2 separate regions of the Mus musculus genome follow, and region 2 is linked to region 1. Evidence: chromatin contacts called from public promoter capture Hi-C data. All regions are on one chromosome and are shown on one strand. Each heading gives the region's core, a stretch centred on a gene start, on an enhancer-like site or on the middle of the called end of the contact. The rest is flanking DNA. Distances are from core to core; before and after follow the strand shown.

Region 1 (7,305 bases), core at 1,261-3,760:
ATAATGGCAGGTGGCCATGGGTGCGGGAGCAGGAAACTGAGAGCTCACATCATGAACCACAAGCACCAGAAAAAGCAAACTGCAAGTAGGGTGAGGCCTTAAATTCTCAAAGCCCATCCCCATGGGACACTTTTCCTCAACTCAGGGCTCACGCTCTTCTTCCAGCCAGGCCACACCTCCTAACCCTCCCCAAAAAAGCCACCAAGTGAGGACAAATTATTGTTAACAGAATCTCAATTATTTGATTTTGCTACCAAACACTCAGGAGCCAGAGGCTGGGGTGAACATCTGCTAGCTCAGAGAAGCAGAGAAAGTACCCAGATGACCTTTCTCAGACAGCCTCCCAGAAGCAAATCTCCCTCACCATCTCCGAAAACCTCCTCCAAACTGAATCTCCCTCCCTTCTACTTCCTATGCATCTTTCTATCCATCTTCCTGACTTCCTGTTACTCTCTATGGCTTTTTCTTAATAATCCTATGTTCACTTCCGGTCAACTGGTTGCTTGCTCTGCCTCTTGACCTAAGATTGACTTTATTTAATCCTGTTTACAGTATTCAAGCACAAAGCTCTTGGATTAAAGGTGAGTGCTAAGGTGGAGCCAAGTCACAACTATAAACAGGTTTTTCCAGTAAATTACACTATCTCAAGGTTCACAGTGTTATCAAATATCCTGCAACAACAAAGTCGTCAGATGCCTTAGACTATGGGAGATGTAGCTCACTCAAACGACGACACTTTAATTATTGAGACAAAAAAAAATGGGGAAGCAATTCTTTTATTAACATATGATTAGTCTTCAGGAACTCCCCAAGATCTCCAGTAACATTTCTTCCCTGTGTTTTAAACCTTTAATTAAAACAAACAAACAAACAAACAAACAAATGCAAAAAACTGTTCCTGCAACCCTAGAGGGTATTACACTTGTGCAAACATAACAGCCTAGGTTCAAATCCCCAGAGCCCATAGAAAGTCGGGCATAATTGCACACATGCATAATCTTAGTACTTTTGTAGAAAAGGAGGTGGAAGTGGGGGAACCCCTGAAAGCCAGTGATTCATTGAGCTTGGATTACGCAGCTGCAAAATCAATAAGTGGCCCTCAAAAAAGGTGGCCTGTACAGACTGACCCTCAAGGCTGTTGTGTGACCAGTGCTGTGTTCTGCTTGTACCTGTCTGCTCAGGGCTGCTCTCCACCTCAACATCACATGTCTCCTCCCTCTCACCATGTCTCAGTTCACATATAGGTCAACCTAAGTTATGTTCTCCCAGCTGAGCTGCTGACTCCTGGCATCTGACCTGGGGACTTGGTCATTGGGCTGTACTCCTTTTTGCTGCTCCAGAGAGTAGTGGCTCTCTCCAGACCCTGAGCTGCTTCAGAGCAGCATTTGAATTTTGCCTGACTGTGTAGCTGGTAGGCAGAGGCATCCTGGACCTCCCAGTTTTGTGCCATGAAAGGCTACATGCAGGTCTCAGACCCCATGAGAGAAGTTTCTTTGTGCAGTGAGCAGAACTTGTCTCTAAGTGAAACTATACCACGCCCACATGGGCCCCACAAGATTCAAGGATTTTTGTGGAAGTTGGAGCGAAATGACTGTAAGAGCCAGAAGTCTAGAAGAATAGGACCAAACAATGCCTTCTGGGTATGGTAGGACCTCTGCTCTAGTGAGCTCACAGACGCTGCAGTGAACCCAAGATAACACCAAGCTCAAGATAACCAACATTCCAGCACTGGGGAAGGGATGGTGAGCCCTAGCCCCTAGTTGAGGAGTTATTGGCAGCTGATGGTGGTGGGAGAGTCAGCTTTCTCTGAGGGTCTGATCACTGGTAAGCCTTTTGTCCCTGATAGGCACTACACCTATTTGAATCAGTAAGTTATTTAAAAAAAAAAAAAAGGGAGGGGTGTGGGTAAGGAGCCAATCTGGAAGGAATTAAGCGGGAGAGTAGGAGGCAAGTCTGATCAAAACACATTTTATGCATAAAATTCTCAACAACAAATTAATAAAATATTGTGTATTTAAAAAAAAAAAAAGGTACATGCTGTGAGTGCAGTCCAGTGCAGAGGACTTTGGGAGATGGTCTGTGACCAAGCCTGGCCTGGTTGCATTCTCCTAGCAGGAGAATTCCTGTTAATGATTTTGCTAGATACACTGTCGTCTCTGACGAGTCTCTGACGCGTAGGGATACCCCTACTTGGCTGTGGATGTTAGACTCAGACTTACCTCTGCTAACCTCAGAGTTTTGCTCCCAAATCTCTCCTGCCCTCAACCTCCATCCCCATGCCCATCCTCCATCCCACCCCCCCACCCCCCGCCCTCCCCCATGATGTGAGAGGGAACAAGTTCTAAGGCTCTGGTGTTCATGCTGTGACCCTGAATTGATTTCACTCTGTACCCTGCTGACCCAACCCCCTCCTTTTGGCCTTCTGCCCCAGAGGGGAGGAGGCAGTTGGGCCTGTGAAGGATTGGCTGACACAACTGAGCTCAGCCTCCTTCAGAGCAGAAGCCAGGAACAAAGAAACTCTAAAGGAAGGAGAACCGTGGGAAACTCACTGTTCCTGAGAGAAGGTGCCTGGCTAAGAGTAGGTTAAAGAGAACTCTAAGCCTGAACCTGGCTGCTTATTTCTAGATAACCAGCTATCTGAAGCCAAAAAGTCAGAGTGATCCTGTTGGCTTCAGACATGGGGTTTTTCAGGTAACATCTCCTGGCAGTTTCATTCAGGAATTTTGGGTCTCTCCCTCTCTCCCTCTCTCCCTCTCTCCCTCCTCCTCCTCCTCCTCTACCTCCACCTCCTCTTCCTCCATATTACTGCCTATTTCCACCCCATGGATCTCTCCTCCTACAAACAGCCTTCATTATTCATATCCCTGGTCCATTATGCCTGATGGCCCCAACCTTCTTCCAACCTCCCAGTCTCACTGTCTGTCCATTTGCCCCACAGGATGCCACAGTTGGACCTGTCTTGGCTGGGACTGAGGCTGGAGGCATCCTCACCATGGCTGCTTTTGCTGCTGATCGGAGCTTCCTGGCTCTTGGCCCGTGTCCTGACTCAGACCTATATCTTCTACAGAACATATCATCATCTTTGTGATTTCCCTCAACCCCCCAAATGGAATTGGTTCTTGGGTCACCTAGGCATGGTGAGTGCAGCAATATATTGTGGGTCTTGTATTTTGGAGAGAATGGACCAGGAATGGACCTCAGGGGATGGGTCTGAAGTCCTCCAGCATCCTTCACTAGCTTTTCTCATGTCCCTGCCTCCACCCCTACTTTGCTCTGGATTAATTTCTAGTCCATCTTTCTTACACTGGTGGACACTTCCAAGGTAGACAATACAGAGTGAGGACCCCTGGGGTTCCCTCATTGTCTGCTGGACTTGAGGCCTCTTGGGAAGCTCTGTCCAACGTCAATGCCATTTTTCTGTCAATCCATATCAGGGTTTCCATGTTTGCCTGGGGGTAATCTCTGGTATTCCTCTCCTACCACCCATGAAGCAGGAGAGTTATGGGTTGTCTTCCTGCCTCTTGTTCCTGAAGCACTTTTTACTTAAAAGCTGTCAGTTCTTCCCTAAGATGGACCATTGAGTCCTGTTGCCCAACTGAGATAAGAGTTGTCTCTTCACCCTCCCGTAAGCATTCCTTGACCCCGTGCCTTAGATTTTGACCAAGTCTGTTCTTGCCTTTGGGTGACTCGGTCTCAGTTGCTTCACTTGCAAACACCGAAGCTCACAACATCTGTACACATCAGTGACATCATACGCAGGGTGATGTTTGGTGAGAGCATGGGGCCTCACAGGTAGGAGTTTCTGCCCTCCTAGAGAATTAGTGGTCCCCTCTTGTCCTGGAGTTGACTAGTCCCTGCTCTGCAGACCTTTTGCACAGTTGGAACTGCAGACCTATCCAAGTTTTGTTTTCATTCTGTTGCTGTGATAAAACACTGACCAAAAGTGACCTCAGGAGGAAAAAGTTTGTTTGAGGGTAGTCAAGGTAGGAACTCCAGCAGGAACTTGAGACAGAAAGCGTGGAGAAACACTGCCCATTTGCTCACTCTCAAGCACATGTTTAGCTAGCTTTTGAAAAATACAGTCCAGAACTATCTGTGCAGAAAATGGTGACAGGTAGAATGGCTGGGTGCTTCTAAATCAACTAACAATTAAGACAGTCCCCCAAAGATGTGCCCACAGACCACTCTGATCTGGCAGTACCATGCAACTGAGACTCCCTTCTCAGGTGAGTAGAGGCCCTGTCAAGTTGTCAATTACAACTAACAGGCTTCAATGTTGCCTAGACACCCCTAAGTCCCGGTTGAGACCTTCCCTGATGATGGTCCCTGGGGCTGAAATTAATACCACCAGAGAACATTCATCTTCGCAAGCCAAGGTGGCTATCTCTGACGTAGGCTGTATACCTTCTCCATTGGCCCTGGGATAGACCCTTGAGACTCAGCCATAACCCTGAGAAAGATGGAGCAGGACTCAGCACAAACCCATATAGTGTAGGCTACTTGTGCAAATCTTCACATCATGTTGCTGTCCTAAATATTGTAGGTATTTGTAAGACAATGGTGTTTATGTATCTAAATACATCTATATATAGGATAACAATAATAAAGATATTGTGCATAGGAATTCTTTGGGTCCATTATGAGCTTATAGGGCCAGGACCACACATATGTAGTGTGTCAGTGACAAGAACATCATTATGCAACACATGATTATATTCAAATAATTATATATACACATGTGTGTGCATATATATACACACATATATACATATATATATATATATATATATATTTAGAGAGAGAGAGATGCATGATACATTTATAAATTCTATACATTGCACACACATATATATATAAAAGAGTGAGGGCAGAGAGAGGGGGTACATTGTGTTATGGTCATTGACTTATATATTGTGGGTTCTAAGCATGCTACAACATGCCATCTGCAAAGTGGAAGCCAGCCTGCAAATAATTCTGAGGCAAAGGGTTGGCATCCTGTGCATGGGGAGATCCTTAGGGGAGGGAGGAGTCGGTGGGATAGGGTTGAATCTGTAAATGTAACTTTTATTCACATGAGGAATTGTTGTCTCTGATGCTTACTGCCTCCACCTGCTAACCTAGGCCTACTTCCGGTCTCTGTACAATCTTACCTAGGCCTAGAAGTTTGCAGCCTCTGAGATTTCCTGCCGAATAAGCTCACCCTTGTTGGTTTTCTCTGAACTCTGACTGGCTGCTTTAACCCAGCTCTTCTGTCTCAAACTCCTCTCCTCTGACTGATTTAATCTGCGCTCTCTCGCTCTCTCTCTCTCTCTCTCTCCCTTTTCTTCTTTTTCACTGTTCTCTTATGAAGCTTCCCCTTCCTCTTTCTTCTCCTGAGAGTTGGGCATATCCTGTCCTCTTTCTATGATTCACCACATTGTCTGCCACTCAATTAGACACCAGTCTAATGATGGCACCCAGTCAAACATGGGTGCTTCTTTCTACAAACTAACTTTACCTTTATTGTTTGGAATTAAAGGTGTGTGCTAAGGGTACGTCTCTATTCCAATCAGAGGTATCAAAGGTGAGTGGGAAGGGCTGAGCCACAACACAACTAGAAACATTTTTTTTCTAGTAGACGACATTAACTTGGGGTTCACAGTGTGATCGAATAGCCTGCAACAAGAGTCCAAAAGTCAACAACCTGCATTGTGATGTCTGTGGGCAGAAGATGGCTATTGCAGTCAGAAAACGAGATTGAGATTTCTTCATCTAATTGCTCTATATTACCAGTTCTCAACATAGGGGTCTCCACACACAGGTTGATATGTGGGTTGCATATTAAATATTACATATTTATATTATGATTCATAATGGTAGCAAAATTACAGTTATGAAGTAGCAACAAAATAATTTTATGGTGGGGGGGTCACCACAGCGTGAGGGACTGTATTAAAGGGTCGCAATATTTTTTTTCCTGTACAATAGTCATATATTTATTCTTAAGCAAGTTATCAATAAAAAATTTAATAGTAAAATGCCTTTACATAGAGTCTGCTGTTCATAAAACCTTTGTTTTTTTGTTTTTGTATTTAGTGTTTACATTGAAAAAAAAACAACAAACCAACCAACCAGCTTCTTAGTTTACACATTTACAAGATTCGTGCTTTTTACCACGTTAGCCACAGTTGGGGAGGAGGAGTCACACCGTTTGTGTGTACACACAGAAAGAAAGGAAAAGGATGGGGGGGACCTAAAGATAAAGACAGAGCAAGAGGACAGTTCAGCAGAGGGCAGAAGAAACGCGGAGAAGGTAGCACACAGGACAACAGCCTTTCTACTTGCTCTGGGGCTCCTGGGTACTGGGGTTCTGGGCAGCCTTTCTAGTGACAGCCCTGGTCTTGATTCTTAAGTCACCATCTTCCTGATTCCCTGGCTGTGAGCAGGACCCTGGTGGTCATCTCTTCTGATGACCACCAAGGATGGAATATTGCACTCATGTGGAGAACAGAAACCCTCAGAGTGGTGGGACAGCCAGGAACGGGCACTCTTGGTGTTCCCGTGGACCACCAAGAGGGACCCTTGGAGCAACTAGTAAGAAAAACAGAGTCCCTGGGATCAGGATAGATGCTTGGCGGGCCTGAGCAAAGGAAGAGAGGCTGGGGGTTCCCAGTTAGGGCTGGGTGACCTCCAGTACTCCCCACTTCCTAGGAAGCCTTGGCCGAGTGGACACTGGGGAGCACGGGTGCCACAAGGCATTTCTGAGAACAAAGGCTTTTGGTCCATGGGTCTAGCCTGCTCTTTCCATCATGGGAGAAGTGAGGACCGCCTGGCTTTCCTGGTACTTGGGGTCAGGATGTGTATACAAGAGGCCAGAAGGGACCCTTGTTGTATATACTCTGTGCATGAGCCTGCCATGCTATCTGCCCTGCTGAGTGGCTATAAAAAAGGTCCAGAAACTGTGTAGGTGTGGGGTGGGCAGAGGGGCCCCAGGATCAGGGTCTAGGTTGAGAGAAGAGGAGCCGGATGGGAGCCCCCTTGGGTGAGCAGCATCGCCTTTCTACTGTTGTGACTCCACTACTGGCTCAGCCTCATGGCTATCCACATTTGAGGCCATCCAGAGGTGGTGGGGCCCCAGGGAAAGTATCTGGTGGGGAAAGGGGGTGCATCTTAGTGGTGAGAATGTTCTCATGCAGAACTGTAGACCAGCCCCAGACAGGCCCCAAATTCTGGCCCAGACAGGGAGCTGGACCAGCTGCACCATTGGAAGCCCTGCAGCTCTTGGGGGAAGGCAGCTGTTGCCCTGAAAGGGTCGCAATATTAAGA
Region 2 (7,305 bases), core at 3,350-5,849, 350 kb after region 1:
TAAAAGTCTCTATTAACTGTGGGATCCACTAAAATATTTTCTTCCTTCAAGAGGAAAAAATGTCAGGGCACAGTTATAATCAAAAGCAAAAATTAAACTCCAACTGTCCAATGTCTGGGATCCAACTCACAATCTTCTGGGCTCCTCCAAGGGCTTGGGTCACTTCTCCAGCCATGCCCTTTGTAGCACACACCTTGTCTTCTAGGCTCCAGCTGCCTGTACTACACTGCTGCTTCTGTTCTTTGTGGTCATCTCATGGTACTGGCATCTCCAAAATGCTGCTGTCTTCCACTGTAACTAGGCTTCACCAATAGCCTTTCATAGGCTCTCTTCATGGTGCCAAACCCCAACTCCTTTGCATGACCCCTTCAGTCCTGGGCCACCAATTGCAACTGAGGCTGCACCTCACCAATGGCCTTCCATGGCCTCTCACAGTGCCGAGCCTCAGCGTGACCCCTTCATGCCTTCAAAACCAGTACCACCTGGGTAACTCTTACACATTACCAAGTCCAGTCACAGCACAAGGTACAACCTTGGCTAGCTCTCGAACACAGCCTCTGTGCTTTCAGAAAACACTTCCCAGAAGATGTCACCTCAATGATTCTGGTGTCTTCTTAATCACCGCTAATTTCTTAGCTCCAGCTAACCAGCATCAATAGTCCCAGTAATGCAAAGTTTTGCTTTAGTAGTTCTGGTATCTTGTTAATCACAGCTGATTCTTCAGCCCCAGCTAACCAGAACCACAGAATCTTCCAATCAAAATAGCAACGGCCCTGATAAGAGTCTGTAATCTTCCCTCTGAAATTTCACAAGCCAGGCCTCCATCTTCTGCACTGTTCTCAACATTATCTTCCAAGTTCCTACACAACATCCCACAAAGCTCTTGACACCAAATGGATATTCTGGCCCAAAGATCCAAAGTCCTTCTACAGCCCTCCCCCAAACATGGTCAGGTTGTCACAGGAATACTCCACTATGCTGGTACCAATTTGTCTTAGTCAGGGTTTCTATTCCTGCACAAACATCATGACCAAGAAACAAGTTGGGGAGGGAAGGGTTTATTCGGCTTACACTTCCATATTGCTGTTCATCACCAAGGAAGTCAGGACTGGAACTCAAGCAGGTCCAGAAGCAGGAGCTGATGCAGAGGCCATGGAGGGATGTTCTTTACTGGCTTGCTTTCCCCTGGCTTGCTCAGCCTGCTCTCTTATAGAACCCAAGACTGCCAGCCCAGAGATGGTCCCACCCACAAGGGGCATTTCCCCCTTGATCACTAATTGAGAAAATGCCTTACAGTTGGATCTCATGGAGGCCTTTCCTCAACTGAAGCTCCTTTCTCTGTGATAACTCCAGCTGTGTCAAGTTGACACAAAACTAGCCAGTACAGTAAGAATTTGCAAAGACTGTGGAACTTTTAAAGTTATTTAGCCCTCAGTCACATCAGTGTTGAAAGTTCAAAATTCAAAGTCTCTTTTGAGATTCATGTAATCTCTTAACTGTAATCTCCTATAAAATCAAAATCAAAACACAGATTGTATACTTCCAACATATTATGGCACAGGATATACATAATTATTGCAAAACATCATAGCAAGGAAATACTGGACCAAAGCAAGAAAATACCAGCTGGCCAAACTCCAAACTCCATGTCCAATGTCAAAGCACTCTTCATATCTCTAACTTCTTTAATCCTTGTTGATAGTTGTTGACAGATCTGGCATTCAGCAACAACAAAATTCACTATTTGGGGCTGGTTCCACTCCCTATTAGCAGCTTTCCTCAGCAGGTAGGATCTTGTTCTAAAGTAAGCACTCCCTTAATCTGTTTATCTCCTCAAATACAGGATTTAGCTCAATTGTACTTCCTGGTCCCTTTTATTACTTAAACCAAACATTTTGTATTTTTCCTTCCTAAGGTGGCTAATCTTGATTAAAATACTCTCCATGAGAGTACACCAGAGGGCAAAGTCTATGCTGAGCTTTTCTGAGACTTCCTTTGTCAATGCAATTAGTATAAATCAGCAGACTCTTTAAGCAAGGATAAAAGGCAGCAACACTCTTCACTAAAACATCATAAGAACGAACTCCAGAGATTGAATCACCCTCAGCCCAATGTCTTCCATATTCCTGCTAGGATGGCCCATTAAGTCCCACTTAAAGCATTCCATGACTTTGCAAATCCCAAGTCCCCAAATCTACATTCCTCCAAACAAAAACACGGTCAGGTCTATTCCCAGCAACACCCCACTCCTGAATTGAAAATATAATGACTGGAGGATATGAGCAGTACCGTGAAATGCTGTGTTCAGTGCATGGCACGGCTGCTGCATACACGAGTTAACAATAGCTTGTGGTTACCCACACAAATACTGCATGAAATCATGCCAGTAAAATAACTCCAGCAATGGACTTGGGAGTGGCTTCCAAAGCCCCACCATTAACTGAGAGGCAACTGCTGGAATTTCAGGATTTCACTATGATCAGCAATGGCTCATATTTTTAATCCCCTCAACACCATTTCTAAACTCCTTCTCTTATATGTGATTATTTTTCCCATATAAGGAAGACAGTTAGGTCTTCTACTCTAATCACCCCCTTGTACGTGGTGTGCTTGAGCATGCATCCTCACATGGGCACAGGCACATGCGCACTTGCTTGCACACACACTCACACACACACACACACACCTGACATTCGAATGGACAATTGTTAACAAACATTTGTATGTCTTTAATGTGTAACTCTTATTGCAATAAACTATATAACTATATTTTGCTTGATTTCCTTTTTTTTAATTTATTTTTTATACACATAAAAAATATGTGTGTCTGTGTATGGTTGTGTGTTTACAATTTGTGTGCAGGCTCTAGAGGCCAGAGAAGAATGTCAGGAGTTGGATTTACAAGTGTTTGTGAGCTGCCCAACCTGGCTCTGGGAACAGAATCCAGGTTCCCTTGCAAAAGTGGTAAGCATTCTTGACAATTGAGTCATCCGACTCTTGAGATCCTACACTTTCATTTTACTTTGGTATTATTTTCTCTTTGAATTCTATTAGAAAATCAAAAATGCTCTTTTCTAAATACTGTGTCCCAAGACTTTAAAAAAATTCATTGTACAAGTAATTTAAATTTATTTTCAAATAATAGTATAACTATAACCATGTTTCATAACAATGTTACCCTCTCCAAGGTCCTTCTCATTTTAGTATGTAACTGCTCATTATTTTACCTATAATTAGCTAAAATTGTTATTTTACTTATAATTAGCTAAAATTACCTAGTACCTGCTAACGTTCCCATCAATTTGAGCATGAATACAATACAGAGAGAATTTTAAAAAGTAGTCATTTTCTTTGTATTATTTAATACTTTTTATGCATAGCAGGATATAAAATCAATATACAGTAAGCAATGTCATTTCTCTACTCCAATAAAGACTAGAGTGGAAGGGAAAATCAGAAACAAAATACCATTCATGGTAACGGGAAAAGAATTAGAAATAAAGCCCAGTAAAAGGGTAAAAAGACTTCAGCGATGACAACTTCAAATAGTAAAGAAATAGAATACTCAAGTCCACGAAGTGGCAGAAATAATACTGTTCAAATGAATATTCTACTGAAAATACCAACTCCCCCACACCCCTAAAAGAATGTCATCTGGTAAATACTGATCAAATACTCTTAGTCACAATTTCTTCTATTTGGAGAACCGGCCTCCAGCACACAAGCAAACGATGTAGATTGGCAAGCACCTGATCTACTTTACAGGGCTCACAAAAACGAAGTCTAGGAAAGCTTTTTAAAAACCCGAATTTTGGCTTCAGAAATGGTCAGGGGGAAAAAACCCATCATTGTACTTCTCTACTTTCTCTAAGATTGAAAAATTTGGCCTACTCACAGACGGCACAATTAAATACTCTTTAATCTCATCTTTAAAGGGCAGCGCGCGCGCGCACACACACACACACACACACACACACACACACACACACACACACACACACACACAGAGAGAGAGAGAGAGAGAGAGAGAGAGAGAGAGAGAGAGAGAGAGAGAGAGAGAGAGATTAATAAGTTCTCCCGGCCTAGTGTTCAACTGCAGTACTGTGAAGAATATAATTTACAAAGGCGATGAGAGAAAAGAATCGAAAGCAGCAGAGATATGCCTATAAGGCATACGAGCAACTGCTCACACCACCCAAGTCCCCTTACACCACAGTCTGGACTCCGCGTCACCAACCTGCAGTGCTGCAGTGTCTGCGGAGGCGCAGGTTCCAGGTGAGGACTAACCCCATGAAGATAGGGGCCTGGAACGAAGTAGCTTCCCTAGGACAGAACAGAGCGGGCTCCGGTGCCCGGTCGCCTGCTCTGCGCACAATTCCAGTGTCCCGCTCCAAGGCACACTAGGCTGCACAGCACCAAGGGAACGGCAGGCAACAGCGCCACAGACTGCAGTGTCACAAAGCTTTCACTTACGACTCCAGGAGCCCAAGGCATACTCACCATTTCCTCTTTCATATGCATCCAGGTGTTCTTCCTAATAGGCCTAAATACAGGAGATATAGTCCAGCCCCAACACCACCACAGACCTTCTCAACAACACAGGACTCAAACATGGCGGCAAGGGCGGGACCTTCCGAATGTACCGGTTCGTCATTGGACAGTTCATGAATAGCAGTAACAGCATCCCTGATTGAGGAAAGATAGTGACAGCCTTGAGCTTAAATGCCTTAATTAATAACATTCCTCTTTCCCAGTGCAGTTAGAATAGCGGATTCTTTTGTACGCCAGTTTTTTTGTTTGTTTGTTTGTTTGTTTTCCTTTTGTTTTTTAAGTGGACTAAGCCGGTTCCGACCTGTTTTATAACTTTGCCTTTAAGGGGAACAGGCTACTTTATGCACTTTGTTCTTGTGAACTCTGGGGCCCTCTACTGCTTTGATTACAGTGTCCAAGTTTGCCCTGCACATTTTTGATTCAAGTTCTTAATGGGAAGACCCACAGAATCAAAGATCTGTCCAGAGACAGGAACCAGGAGATCCTACTATGCAAACTCATGACTTTGGAATGAGGTAAAAGTGTTGTAAAGCTCTCTCACACGTTATGTTTCAATTTATTGATTTTGTTTGCTTGTTTTTATTGTTGTTTTGAGGCAGAATCTCTGCTATGTAGCTGTGGCTGTCTAAGTACTCACCATATACACCAGGCTTGTCGCGGATTTACAGTAATCCAACTGCCTTTGCTTCCAGAATGCTGGAATTTAAAGGTGTGGGCCACTATGCACTGCTACTCAACCAATCCATTTTTTTAATCAATAAAATTAGAGCAACAACCAATGAATACAATTATTGAATTACAGAAACACGAAGTTACATAGCAGTAATATTCAACATAGAATTCAAGACATATATAGAGTAACTCTTCAATTCAGACAAAAAATTTCCTTGGCTCAAAATCCAGAGGGATGTCTACATCTACAAATATACACATACATCACAACCGTCAACATCACAGTGACAAACAGCCCTTCTGTAGTGCTGAGGTAGAGACAACTAGGAAGTCTGGGAACTCACAGAGGATGCCTTCTATTGCTTCCTGTGGTGGTGGTGGTGGTGGTGGCAACCTCTTTCAACACCTTCATTTAGGTGCTTCTCAGCCATTCGGTATTCCTCAGGTGAGAATTCTTTGTTTAGCTCTGTACCTCAATTTTTAATAGAGTTATTTGATTTTCTGGAGTCCAACTTCTTGAGCTCTTTACATATATTGGACATTAGCCCCCTATCAGATTTAGGATTGGTAAAGATCTTTTCCCATTCTGTTGGTTACCTTTTTGTCTTATTGACAGTGTCTTTTGCCTTACAGAAGCTTTGCAATTTTATGAGGTCCCCTTCCCCCCACCAGACTCAGAAAATCTGGAGGGGAACTAGAAACCAAGAGAGAAATACCCATCCAACAAAGAAATCCAACAAAAGAAATCCAACAAAAGAAATCCAACAAAAGAAATCCAACAAAAGAAATCCAACAAAGAAATCCAGAAGTCAGCACCTGGATCTGTAATTCATCCAAAATCAGATGCCTACACTTAATCATAAAAACACCACCAATAACAGTGAGGCTACAACATGTCTCCACTAAAGTCCAACTATCCTAACCACAGCAGGCCCTGAATATTCAATCCGACATAGCTGAAGCACAATGAAAAGACCATAAAACTGACTGTATGAAGATGATAGATGTTCTTGGGATGAAAATAAATAAATTCTCTAAAGATGGCCAAGAAAACACACACAAATCGTGGAAATAAATAAATTTAACTGTTCAAGACCTGAAAATGAACATAAAAGCAGTAAAGAAAACACAAACTGAGGGAATTCTAGAAATTAAAAAAAATAATGAATTCAAACATGCACTACAGAGGCAAACTTCACTACCAGAATACAAGAGGATGTCAAGTATTAAAGATACAATAAAAAATGAATACATTAGACAAAGAAAATGCTAAATCTAAAAACGTCCTGATACAAAACATTCAGAAAATCTAGGACGGCTATTAAAAAAATCAAACCTAAGAATAATAAAAATAGAGGAAGACGAAGGATCCCACCTCACAGGCCCAGAAAATATTTTCAACAAGACCATCAAAGAAAAATTTTCCTAATATAAAGGACATGCCCATAAACATAGAGAACACCAAACAGACTAGACCAGAAAAGAAAGTCTCCTCACCACATAATAATCAAAACACTAAACATACAGAACAACAACAAAAAGAATATTAAAAGTTGCAAGGACCCTGATATAGCTGTCTCGTGTGAGGCTATGCCAGTGCCTGGCAAATACAGAAGTGGATGCTCACAGTCATCTATTGGATGGAACACAGGGCCCCCAATGGAGGAGCTAGAGAAAGTACCCAAGGAGCTGAAGGGGTCTGCAACCCTATAGGAGGATCAACAATATGAACTAACCAGTACCCCCAGAGCTCGTGTCTCTAGCTGCATATGTAGCAGAAGATGGACTAGTTGGCCATCATTGGGAGGAGAGGCCCTTGTTCTTGCAAAAATTATATGCCCCAGTACAGGGGAATGCCAGGGCCAGGAAGCGTGCGTGGGTGGGTTGGGGAGCAGGGTGGTGGTGGTGAGGGTATAGGGGACTTTCGGGATAGCATTTGAAATGAAAATGAAGAAAATATCTAATAAAATAAAATAAAAGTTGCAAGGGAAAAAGACCAATTATAATATAAAGGTATATATATTAGAATTATACCTGACTTCTCAATGGAGACTCCAAAAACCTGAAGGACCTGGATAGAAG

Evidence for each region. Capture Hi-C pulls out chosen DNA fragments and counts their contacts.
Region 2: a contact with region 1 is called in a promoter capture Hi-C map of adipose tissue. The contact joins the promoter of Zfp763 here to the promoter of Cyp4f15 in region 1. A contact is called at or near these places in 3 of 39 promoter capture datasets (the HPC-7 cell line, hippocampal neurons and liver), 4 of 115 datasets of contacts at active chromatin or transcription factors (astrocytes, embryonic forebrain and embryonic stem cells) and 2 of 9 other capture datasets (adipose tissue and macrophages).

The regions. Positions count from the first base shown.
Region 1 is chr17:32,683,121-32,690,425 of GRCm38.p6, forward strand. It overlaps Cyp4f15 (cytochrome P450, family 4, subfamily f, polypeptide 15), which reads left to right and starts at 2,511. Exons shown (of 13, transcript NM_001346538.1): 1 at 2,511-2,691; 2 at 2,939-3,137. The coding sequence starts at 2,678.
Region 2 is chr17:33,028,782-33,036,086 of GRCm38.p6, forward strand. It overlaps Zfp763 (zinc finger protein 763), which reads right to left and starts at 4,600. Exons shown (of 4, transcript NM_028543.3): 1 at 4,501-4,600. The coding sequence starts at 4,521.